2 separate regions of the Gossypium arboreum genome follow, and region 1 is linked to region 2. A link is a contact called in public Hi-C data. All regions are on one chromosome and are shown on one strand. The core of a region is the stretch at or near the end of the contact, and the rest is flanking DNA. Distances in the headings are between cores, read along the strand shown.

Region 1 (5,102 bases), core at 2,226-4,725, 410 kb after region 2:
TTGTGACTAGTGATAGGAAGATGAGAGTTTTCGATGATATTGGCTGAGGAATTTTCATAGTTTTTGGCTGAGGGATTTTGTTCGGGTCTGGAATTGACTTCCAAGGAGAAGATGATTTGTGTATCCATGCTGTTTTAGGGTTTAGAGCCTAGCTATGGTACCATGAGAAATTTAGTGTAGGAAAATTCTTTTTTTTATAAAGGAAATACAACCTAACTTATATATTAGGATGACTGACATTTCAGTCCATGATTCTAGGAAAGATAATGGGACAATCCCACAAAGTTAGGAATCTTAATAAACTAGGAAAGCAACTAATTAGAAATCAATAATGAATGATCCTATTTGTTTTAGGAAACTAAATAATAAATCCTAATCTACCAGATTACAGCATATCAGTAAATTCCAAATATATACAAGCTAATTTGGCTCTTTTCTACAAAAGCTTTTGATCAACCTGTCCACTCTAGTAGATCTAGACTAATTGTTCCAGAAGCTCATGCTCATTTCTCAAATTGACATCTAGTCTCATGGAATGGAACTTAAGTTTATGGATCAACAAAGTCAAAGATTATATGCATTATGGAGGAGCGGCTGTTGCAAGGGATTCGAGAGCAAATTCTATTTTGATCTGCAGAAGTTTGCTCACTCACTCGAAGGTTAAAGCTCGAATTTTAATTCATCGTTTTGCACCGCCCAAAATAGGAGGCCAACTCCTGTAGAATTATTAACAAGGAAAAACATTGGCTCAACATCATTAAAGGCAGAACGAAGGTTGGATGGAAACTTATCCAGGGATGGCAGACATTAAAGAACCAATGCATATGGTAAAGATTTGTACAGGAGACTTCTCGAACCAAGGAATGAAAAAGGAAACAAGAGAGCTTACAAGATAACATATCCTTTAGTTGATTGTAGCATACGGATTTATTTGGTTTCCATGCAAAATATTTGCATTATGTACCAAAAAGAAAAATGTGGCAGCATTTTAGTTTTTAGAGCATTATCTGCATGCACCAGAACCTTTACGTCTACCACTAAGCATATGATGTTCATTAAACGATTCTTGGAGACTCAAGGTACAAAAAAGCATATCCACGCATGTAATTAGTTCACCAAGGGAGACAAATATGTATGTATATATTTCAGAAAGGTTAACTTACAGATGAATAACCAGAGATGCAATAATCAGGATGGCGAAGCAAAGCTAGAGTTGTCTCTGCAAACAAAAAAAAAATAGGAATGTAACATAACCAGTCTGACAGATATTGAACTTGACATGTTTAAGAAAAATAAGAGAATACACCACTTAGAACCAGGGCACCTTCTACATGTCATAAGTATTGCTACAGTAAAACAAAAAGAAGAAAGCAGTCATATGCCCACTTCTTGCATCGGAAATATCATTTAACCATGAACAAAATGTAATGAATGGCTTCTATGCGCATTTCAATCAAACTAAATCATTAAATAGGGTAAAAAGCTTATGCCCTTTCTTGTCATAATTGTATGTCAAAAATTTTATTAGCTCTCATGCAGTTGCTATTTACTAAAGCAGATTTCAGAATAACAAATATCATAGTTATGCTATAGAGCTATAAGACTTGTGCATGGCCTCTTGGGTTATTATATTTTCCTTATGACTAGGCTAATACTCGGAGATAGTGCAAAAATGATAGCTACAACAGTTAAAAAGGAATAGCATTTTCATCTATCTTCACTTCCCAACTGTAATCTACATAATGCATAGAACACCACCACTATCTCCAGTAAGACTCTAATTAACTATAGACAGATCTTAGAATGCTTTACCTGTCAACACAAAGCTCAGACCCTCAGAGGTAGAGGTATCAGCAACTTCAGCAATCCGATTAAGATCCCTTTGAAGAGACCGTCCCATACCCAACAACCCAACCTAATAATAAAAACAAAGAGACTACAAATGAACAAATGGTAATTGAATTCCATCAGTAATGGCAACCATCACAATTCTGTGTCCATCTCACTTCCTTGTCTAGCTCATTTCACATGACAATTATTCATACAAAATTAAGTCTTGACACTTTATTACAAAAAGGAATTCATATTAAAGTCAGCTTTAAAGATTCTACCAGAATTCACATTTAAGCAACCCTCCTCCATAGACACCCGATCTTGTCAGGGTCATTCTCAAGTCTCACTTTGATTTCTCCTAATTTGGATTGGTCCATTCTTTTGTGTCTTTTGTCTAGCATGCCGGATGTTACAACTTCTCTGTATATCACATTTATTTCACATTCAATCTATTCAGTTGAATGTCAACATGTTGATTAACCGTGTATTTATCCATACATCTGAACACCACTACTTCATATCTTACTTCAACACATCTGATCGGTAGCATTCTCACTCTGAAATTGGATATTAATTTATTGATATGCATCAATGATGCAAAAAACAAAGGAACAAATCCTTAAAACATAGTATTTCTTGTTATCTAAAAACCAGCTTCACCATCATTACAAGGAGATCAGCATGCTTTTTTATGATTAAATAAAGCAGTTGATTCATTAATGTTAAACATCATTCAAGGACTTTATCACCTATGCAAACATACTTAAAGCAAAAGAATAACTAAAAAGCAATAAAAGAAAATCCAAAAGCTTACCTGAAGCTTAATAACACTAGTCCTTTCGCTAGTAGTGAGCACACTACTCTCAGACCGATCCGAAAGGAACCCGGAGACCAAAACAAAGGCAGCAAACCCAACCAAAATCAAGAAAAAACTCGAGCCGGCACCAACACCTACCCCAACTGCAGGCCCCATGTAAAACCCACCACCTCCGAATGGAGCAGGCGCATAATAAGGAGCCGAATACGAAGAAAACCTCGACCCTCCATTTCTAGGCACCGAATAACTCCTCGAAGATGAAGAACTCGAAGAAAAAGACCTTCCTCCCATCCTCCCACCTGATGCAGCCAATGCTACGTTATTAGGATCATACATTAGCAACAAACCCAATAAAACCGCGGCTATAGCGGGCTTTTTTAACGCGTTCAAAGCTTTTAACATTGTTTGAGAAATAATCTCGAATGGGTTTTTGTCATTTGAGCTGGAACTCAACTGGTTGTTGGAGCCCAAACTCGAGCTCGTCAAATGTTTCCTCTGCTCCGACGAGAAGAAGCATTTAACAGTGAACTTTGCCGAACGTTGACCGTTGAAAGCCAAAGTTCCAGTGAAATTAGATAGGCGAGGAGGAGAAGGAAGAGGCAAATGAAGGGCGAAATAGTGTTTCAAGTTCAAAGTGTTGGATTGGAGCAAAGAAGAAGTAGAAGTTGCCATGGTGAATGGAGAGAGATTATGAGCTTTGGGTGCGGAGATATTTTTTTGAAGAATGAGGGAAGGTGAGATCAAGAAATGTTTTGGTTTTGCGGGGAATGAGTTTGGGTGAATGTGATGGTGAAATTTGAGGGAGTTGTGGCCATGATAAGAGAAGGCCGATAGTGTCATTTTGAACCTCATCTTCATTTGTAAATTCCCATTCAAAAGTTTTAGGTCTAATTTTGTCTTCAACCCCTCTTCTCTTTAATAATTGAAGCTTTGTCAAAATGCATCCATAAAAAATAATGAGGGTTTTCGTTGCTAAATAAACCTATAATTAAAAATAATAATCATATTTATCTATACTATTATTTAAGTCTTTAATTGAATTTTGGTATCACGAATCAACTGGACACCAACTCGATTAAAGAAATTAGAAAATGTCCTTCTATAATTAAAATAAATTATATTATTCAAGGGTATTTTAATTTTTTATTTAAAAGAATCAATAAAAAACTAGGTACGATTGAATTTAAATCTATACTAATTACATTAATAATATATTATTTTTATCACTAAATCAAAGCTTTATTTTAATAAGATATTAACATTTTTATTTTATTATATATTTTTATTACTTTCATCAATTAAATACATAATTTTTGCACACATGCCCTGTAATAAAATTTTTAATTAGTACATCATTACTAAGATCACAATCATATTTCAAGATATAGTGAAAAATTGATGAAAAATTTTAACTAGATTTAGAGTTAAATAAATTTTACAAGGGTATAATATTCTTCCAATCCCTGTACTATTTAGATTTTTAAAATTAGTCTCTTTGCTTTTAACCAAAAGAATTTAGTCCCTTTACTTATTTGATTTTAAAATTAATTTCTAAAAATTTTGAATATATGTTATAATTGTACTTTAATTTTAAGTCAAACATTTAAATTTTAAAATACCACATATTCAAAATTAACAAAAGTTTATTAACAGTGTCATACCGATTGCAATTTAGTTTTTAAATAAGATAAAAAAAGAACTAAATTCTTAAAATTAAAAGCAGAAGGATTAAAGTTTTACAACTTTGAAGAGTAAAAGGACAACGAGGCAATATTAACCCTTTTAAGGGCAAACTCAAGTATTTACTGTAGCCATTTGTAGAACTTAACGTTAAAAAAGGGAAGCCCCATTTAAAACCCAAGATGCAAAAACTAAAAAAGCCCAAATTCAAAACCTAAAATAAACCCTAATCAGTGATAAGTCGATTCCATAGGAAACCCTATAAAAACTTGTTTTTTCGCTATTGCTATTCTCTCTCCTTGAACTGCTGCCGCTGTTTGTAACTTTTGGTGCTTCCAGTGCGTCGAAACCAAGAAAAGAGGAAGATATTTGCTTAACCATGGCGGACAAGGCAGTGACTATTAGGACAAGGAAGTTCATGACGAACAGGCTCCTTTCCAGGAAACAATTCGTAAGCTCCATTTCCATTTTTTTCCCGCTCATTTCTTCGTTAACCAAACAATGGGCAACGTTAAATTTTAAGGCTCGGAGCTTATTTCTTTCGTAATCTTTCACATTATTTTCCATTACCTGCTTTCAGTAAGGTTTAGTTCGGCTGCAGATCTGCTCAAAGAAAGAAAATAGAAGAAAATGAGAGAAAATAAGTATTTGTTTTTTGTTAGTTTGCTTGTAGGATGCTTAATTTAGGTCTTTCCTTGATTTGTCATTTGGAAACAAGTGACTTTTTTTTTCTTACTATGAAGCCTGCAATAAAATAAAATTGCTCTTTTGG
Region 2 (5,017 bases), core at 867-3,366:
GCTTACAACTCTCTACACGTGAAATGGATAACTACTAAAAGAGTTTAGAGGTAGAACTGTAAGAACCATAATGAACAGAAGTGTCCCCTAAGGGCATCTTTGGCATATCCCAGTTCTTCTAGTAGCAATTTCATTTTTCTTAGTACCTCATAAAATTTCTGAAAGTGACATCCACCCATAGTTTCTTTAAGATGCTAAATACTAGCTTTTGCAAAAATTAGTTCAGAAAAGAATTAACACTACATCTACACAATGCAAGGTAGAGCAAGTAATCTCCCAAAGTTAACCAAAATACCAATTAATTTAGAATGAAAGCAGCAGAAAAAGGAGCAACTTACCCTTTGAGTGGAAACTGACCTCTTATCTTTTGTACCCGCAAAACCAAAAGACCTTGGCTGTCAAACAAAAGATTAATGACAAAGGTTCCCGTTGAATAGGTAACCACAGGATTTATATAAATCATTTATCATACCTGAATGCCAAGCATCTTTCCTATTAATCCTAAGGCTTCCTGTGTATCTTTATTCTCCTTGAAAAGATGGAACCTGAATATTAACATAAATGATAGCAGCTTCTAATGTAGTTCAAGTGCAATAGACACTTCATGGCATTGATAAGCAATTGAATAAGGAAAGGTGAAAGCTAGACATGGGTTTTTTCTCCTATTATTTTAAGAGGCATCAAATTATTGTAGGAGTGCAACATGCTACCTAAGAAAATTGCCAAGATGTGCTGGCCAGTGGCTTGAACCTCTACTATCATAGGGCCTATCACCTCTCTTCCTTTTATTCAAATTTCTTCCCTTGTTCTTATTCCCAGAATTTAACCTCACCCGGATGCATTTTGAGGAAGAATCAGGTCCATCAACAGTGTCGGTGACTAGAAATCTAAGATTTTCCTTAAAGAAATTATGCATTGCCTGAAAATGTCGAAAACAAAATGAAAAGGTTCTTATAGTTAGTTTGATTCCCTCTTCGTAATAGACTAACACCCTACACGCTAAAGGTACAAAATGATTAAGGATAAACAAATTGAAAAAGAACCTAAAGCTTACCGTTCGATGAGATTTATCAGAATCTGGAGACAGAACAATGGGAGAGATATCTTCTTCACTGCCTGAAGTAATTTGGTTAATGAAAGCTTCTAACCGATCGACATCAATTTCGCAGGCAAGTGATCTGAATTTTTCAATTTCAGATGCATAATTTTTGTTAAGTTGATCAGATATTTTTGTTTCAACTTCCTGAAAAGCCTGAGAACATGTTCGAAAAGAAAAAGATTAAAATATATTAAATGTACAAAAACATAATTATGATAAAAATGGTATGAGTTAGATTACCTCTGGAGGGGCATCTAAAGAGGTCAAATGAACAACATTTCCCTCAATGTCTACTTCATTCACAATGAAATCAGAATATCTACACAAAAAATTCAAAGCAATCAAATAACAAAATTTTCCATCGCCAATTGCAATTATAACCAATTCATAATAAAGAAAATCACTCTCAAAACTTCCAATTTTCCTCATTCCAAATTTTCTCCATTCCTTTTAAATACAAAGAATCTCATTATACGCACAAAGACACAACTGCCAAAACGCAGGCTTGAGTGAAGCTAAGACTAAACCTCTCATTCCACCATCTTAATCGAACAAACATATAGCCAAGCATGCATGTGGAAATAAACAAATTAAACATAAGGGTATTTGCAAAAAAAAAAAAGCACAAAACTTGGTCATAAAGGATAAGTTTAAAAGAAATGAAAACAAAAAAAAGGAGTGACCCTTCACCTTTGTTTGAGGATGCCACGAAAACCAGGAAGGTTTGAGATGAAACATAGGATTCCCACATCGGATTCGGTGATGGTCGTCATTGTTAAACTTGAATAATTTGAGTATTTCGTGATTGGGTGTTTTGTCAAGTTTGATTTTGAAAGTGACAAGTAGTTCCGTTTGCAGTGGAAGTAACAGTTGGGTTTTAGAATTGAGACACCACAACGCCACATTTTCTTCTGCTTTCCCAGGGTTTACTGGTAATGCTATCCTGTAATACGATGCGTTTTGTTGCTTTGATGGGGTTTTTCCTTCTGGCTTCATTTTGGGCCTTTTAAGGCCATTTGTATGGTTTGGGTATTACACCAAGAAATAGATTTGATGAAAATTGAAAAAAGAATAAAGGAAAAAAAGCAACAGTGATGAAGCCCATTGGCTTTCAACGATGGCAATGATGAGGGAGTTGGAAGTGTAACCAAAGACAACAAAAACAAAGTGCTCCAAAAAGCAAAAACGAGTTGACCCATTGTAGAGATCCAAAACAAAGGCCACAAGCCAGAGTAGAGAGAGAAACCAAAAACAGAGCAAAAGAAAAAGAAAAACGCCTGCATTGAGAGAGAGAGAGAGAGAGATGGTGAGTAAACCAGAGGAGACCCAATTGAACACGCTTGAAAACCAGGTAGACAATGGAGGAGGAGGTGCTTGGGAGTATCTTTGCCTTGTCAGGAAGCTCAAAGTTAGGCGTTCAGAGAAAGTCTTGAAGTATGGCTTATCGATCTTAAACGACCCCAAAAAACGATCTGCTCTTGGCCCTGAAGGTTATTTTTTTTTCTAGCTTTGATTGATTTCTGAAATTGGTTTTGCTTGAATTGGATGATTTCAAAGTGTTTGATTTGAATTTTGAGTTCTTTTATCGGTTTTGTTTGTAATTAGATTTGATTTGGTATTAGAGCTTTGTGTTCTTTGTTTATTTGCTAAAGAGTTTTGCTTGAATTTCACAAATTGAAGCTTTACTGATTGCTACCCTGTTATTCATTTACTTGAAATCGAAGTTTGAAGCTTTATGGTTTTGTACTTTTGTTTTAAAAAAATCGAAGATTTTATTTAAATTGGGTGTGATGAGAACTTTGAGGTGGTATTACTAGCTTTGTGTAGGTTTCAATGTGTCAAGCTTGATTTGAATTTGTATGTATTAGAATAAGAATTAGTTGGTTAGGAACGCAGGTTGAGTTTTCAATATTTTGATTTTTCAACTGAGATTTTGAGAAGTAATCAGAAAAAGTTAGGAGTGCCTGATGAAGCACAGTTTGTGGCACTTTATAGTTCTAGACATTTCATTTGCTATATATCCTAAGTTAGATATGAGACGTTATCTTAGTTTTATACATTTTCTCGTGTTCTATCACATCATTCGAGACTTATTTTGGTATTGGATTTCACTTTGTAGTCTAGAACAGTAGGCACTTGCGAACAGTTACCCTTTGATCTGTCAGAATGTGATTTTAATTGGTGTGTTTAGACCAAATTGTTGTCTGTTTAAGATTAGATGTCTGCTTATGACCAAATTGTTGCTTCTATTAATTTATCAGGCACGTTTGTGAACATTTATAATTACTAACAACTGCTTATTTTGATACAGAATGGACTCTATATGAGCAGGTAGCTATTGCTGCTATGGATTGCCAATGTCTCGATTTTGCAAAGGTACAATCCTTTTTCTTTTTTCTTTTTTTCCATTTTTGATTGATTTTAAGATTTTATTTTTTGTATGGAGATTTCCATTTATGTGAAAGAATATTCTATTTCTTTTACTTATTTAATTTGTATCAGTCCCACTGGGTTGACTACTCTCATTGTTCTTACAGTTTCTCTTTTGAGAATGCTAATAGTTCTTTAAGGTGGTACTTGTTGGAATTCCTTAGATTAAGCAGATTTTCTACCTTAGTTCTAGGAATTTCCTTGTACTATTAGCCATAATCAAATTACTAATTTTTAGGGATAGGCTAATTTCTAGAGATTATTTCCTTTTTATTTTTCCTGCTATTCTTTAAAAGGCTGTAGTCAGATTAGAAGAAATAAGAATAATTCTTCTTCCTAAATTTGTACATGGTATCAAGAGCATCAGGAATTCAGTAGACCCTGCTCTTTCTTCACTTTTCTTGTTCTGTTTTCTCTGTTAGAAACCCTACTCCCATGGGTGACACCGAAAATTCCTACGAGACTCTTCATAAACTTCGGCTAACCAAAACTCAACTTGAGGCTCTTCATAAACTACTCGGGACTCCTACAGCCAGTGGGTCACTAGCTATTCACGGTACTGCTTTAAATACTACACACGAACCTATCACAACTTCCTGGATACTAGACTCAGGTGCATCCGACCACATGACAGGTAATCTAAGTTTGTTTCACACCTATTTACCTTGTCATGATCACTCTCGGATTCGCATAGCTGATGGATCTTGCTGGTGGCTGGAATGGGGACAGTTAGACTTACTGAAAATTTTTCCCTTGATAAAGTTTTACATGTTCCAAATCTTTCCTATAATTTACTCTCAATTAGCAAGCTTACCAAGGATGAAAAAGTACTTGTTGAATTTTCGCTTTAGGTTGTGTGGTTCAGAACAAGAATCGGGAAGATGATTGGCACTGCTAAAGTTGATGATGGCTTATATGTTTGGAACAAAAACAGTTCACAAGAAGGGATGGCCTTATCTACATCAAAAGAAGATTCTATCATGCTATGGCACCGTAGACTAGGACACCCAAATTTCATGTACTTGAAGAAATTGTTTCCTCTACTATTTCTAAATAAGAAAATAAGTTCATTGAACTGTGAAGTTTGCCAACTGTCTAAACACACTCGTGTCCCTTATCCTTTGAAACCTTATGTTCAATCTCAACCTTTCTCTTTAATCCACAGTGATCTATGGGGAGCCAGTCGAGTAAAAAACATCACAGGGGCTAGGTGGTTCATAACTTTCATTGATGACCACACTAGAGTTTGTTGGATCTATCTCTTTAAAGAAAAATCCGAAGTCTCTAGAGTCTTCAAAAATTTTCATTCAGTGATTCGAACCCAGTTCAATTCAAATATTCACACCCTTAGAACTGATAATGGGAGAGAGTACTTTAATTCTATCCTAAGTCCTTATTTTTCTGAGCAAGGAATCATACATCAAAGTTCTTGTCCTGACACCCCTCAACAAAACGGGGTTTCCGAGAGGAAAAATAGACACCTTGTAG

The links. A called contact is a pair of places that touch in the nucleus more often than the background predicts.
Region 1: a contact with region 2 is called in a Hi-C map of leaf, with 5 times the contacts expected there. The contact joins the promoter of LOC108474025 here to the promoter of LOC108473476 in region 2. A contact is called at or near these places in 2 of 5 Hi-C or Micro-C datasets (both in leaf).

The regions. Positions count from the first base shown.
Region 1 is chr11:118,245,321-118,250,422 of ASM2569848v2, forward strand. It overlaps LOC108474025, which reads right to left and starts at 3,476. Exons shown (of 6, transcript XM_017775898.2): 1 at 2,648-3,476; 2 at 1,813-1,915; 3 at 1,164-1,219. The coding sequence starts at 3,322. It overlaps LOC108474130 (probable serine/threonine-protein kinase WNK9), which reads left to right. Exons shown (of 12, transcript XM_053021546.1): 8 at 4,626-4,781.
Region 2 is chr11:117,840,434-117,845,450 of ASM2569848v2, forward strand. LOC108473476 reads right to left here and starts at 2,117. Exons shown (of 20, transcript XM_053022166.1): 1 at 1,790-2,117; 2 at 1,340-1,418; 3 at 1,055-1,252; 4 at 711-919; 5 at 473-545; 6 at 339-395. The coding sequence starts at 2,004. It overlaps LOC108474152, which reads left to right and starts at 2,218. Exons shown (of 9, transcript XM_017776073.2): 1 at 2,218-2,589; 2 at 3,411-3,475. The coding sequence starts at 2,403.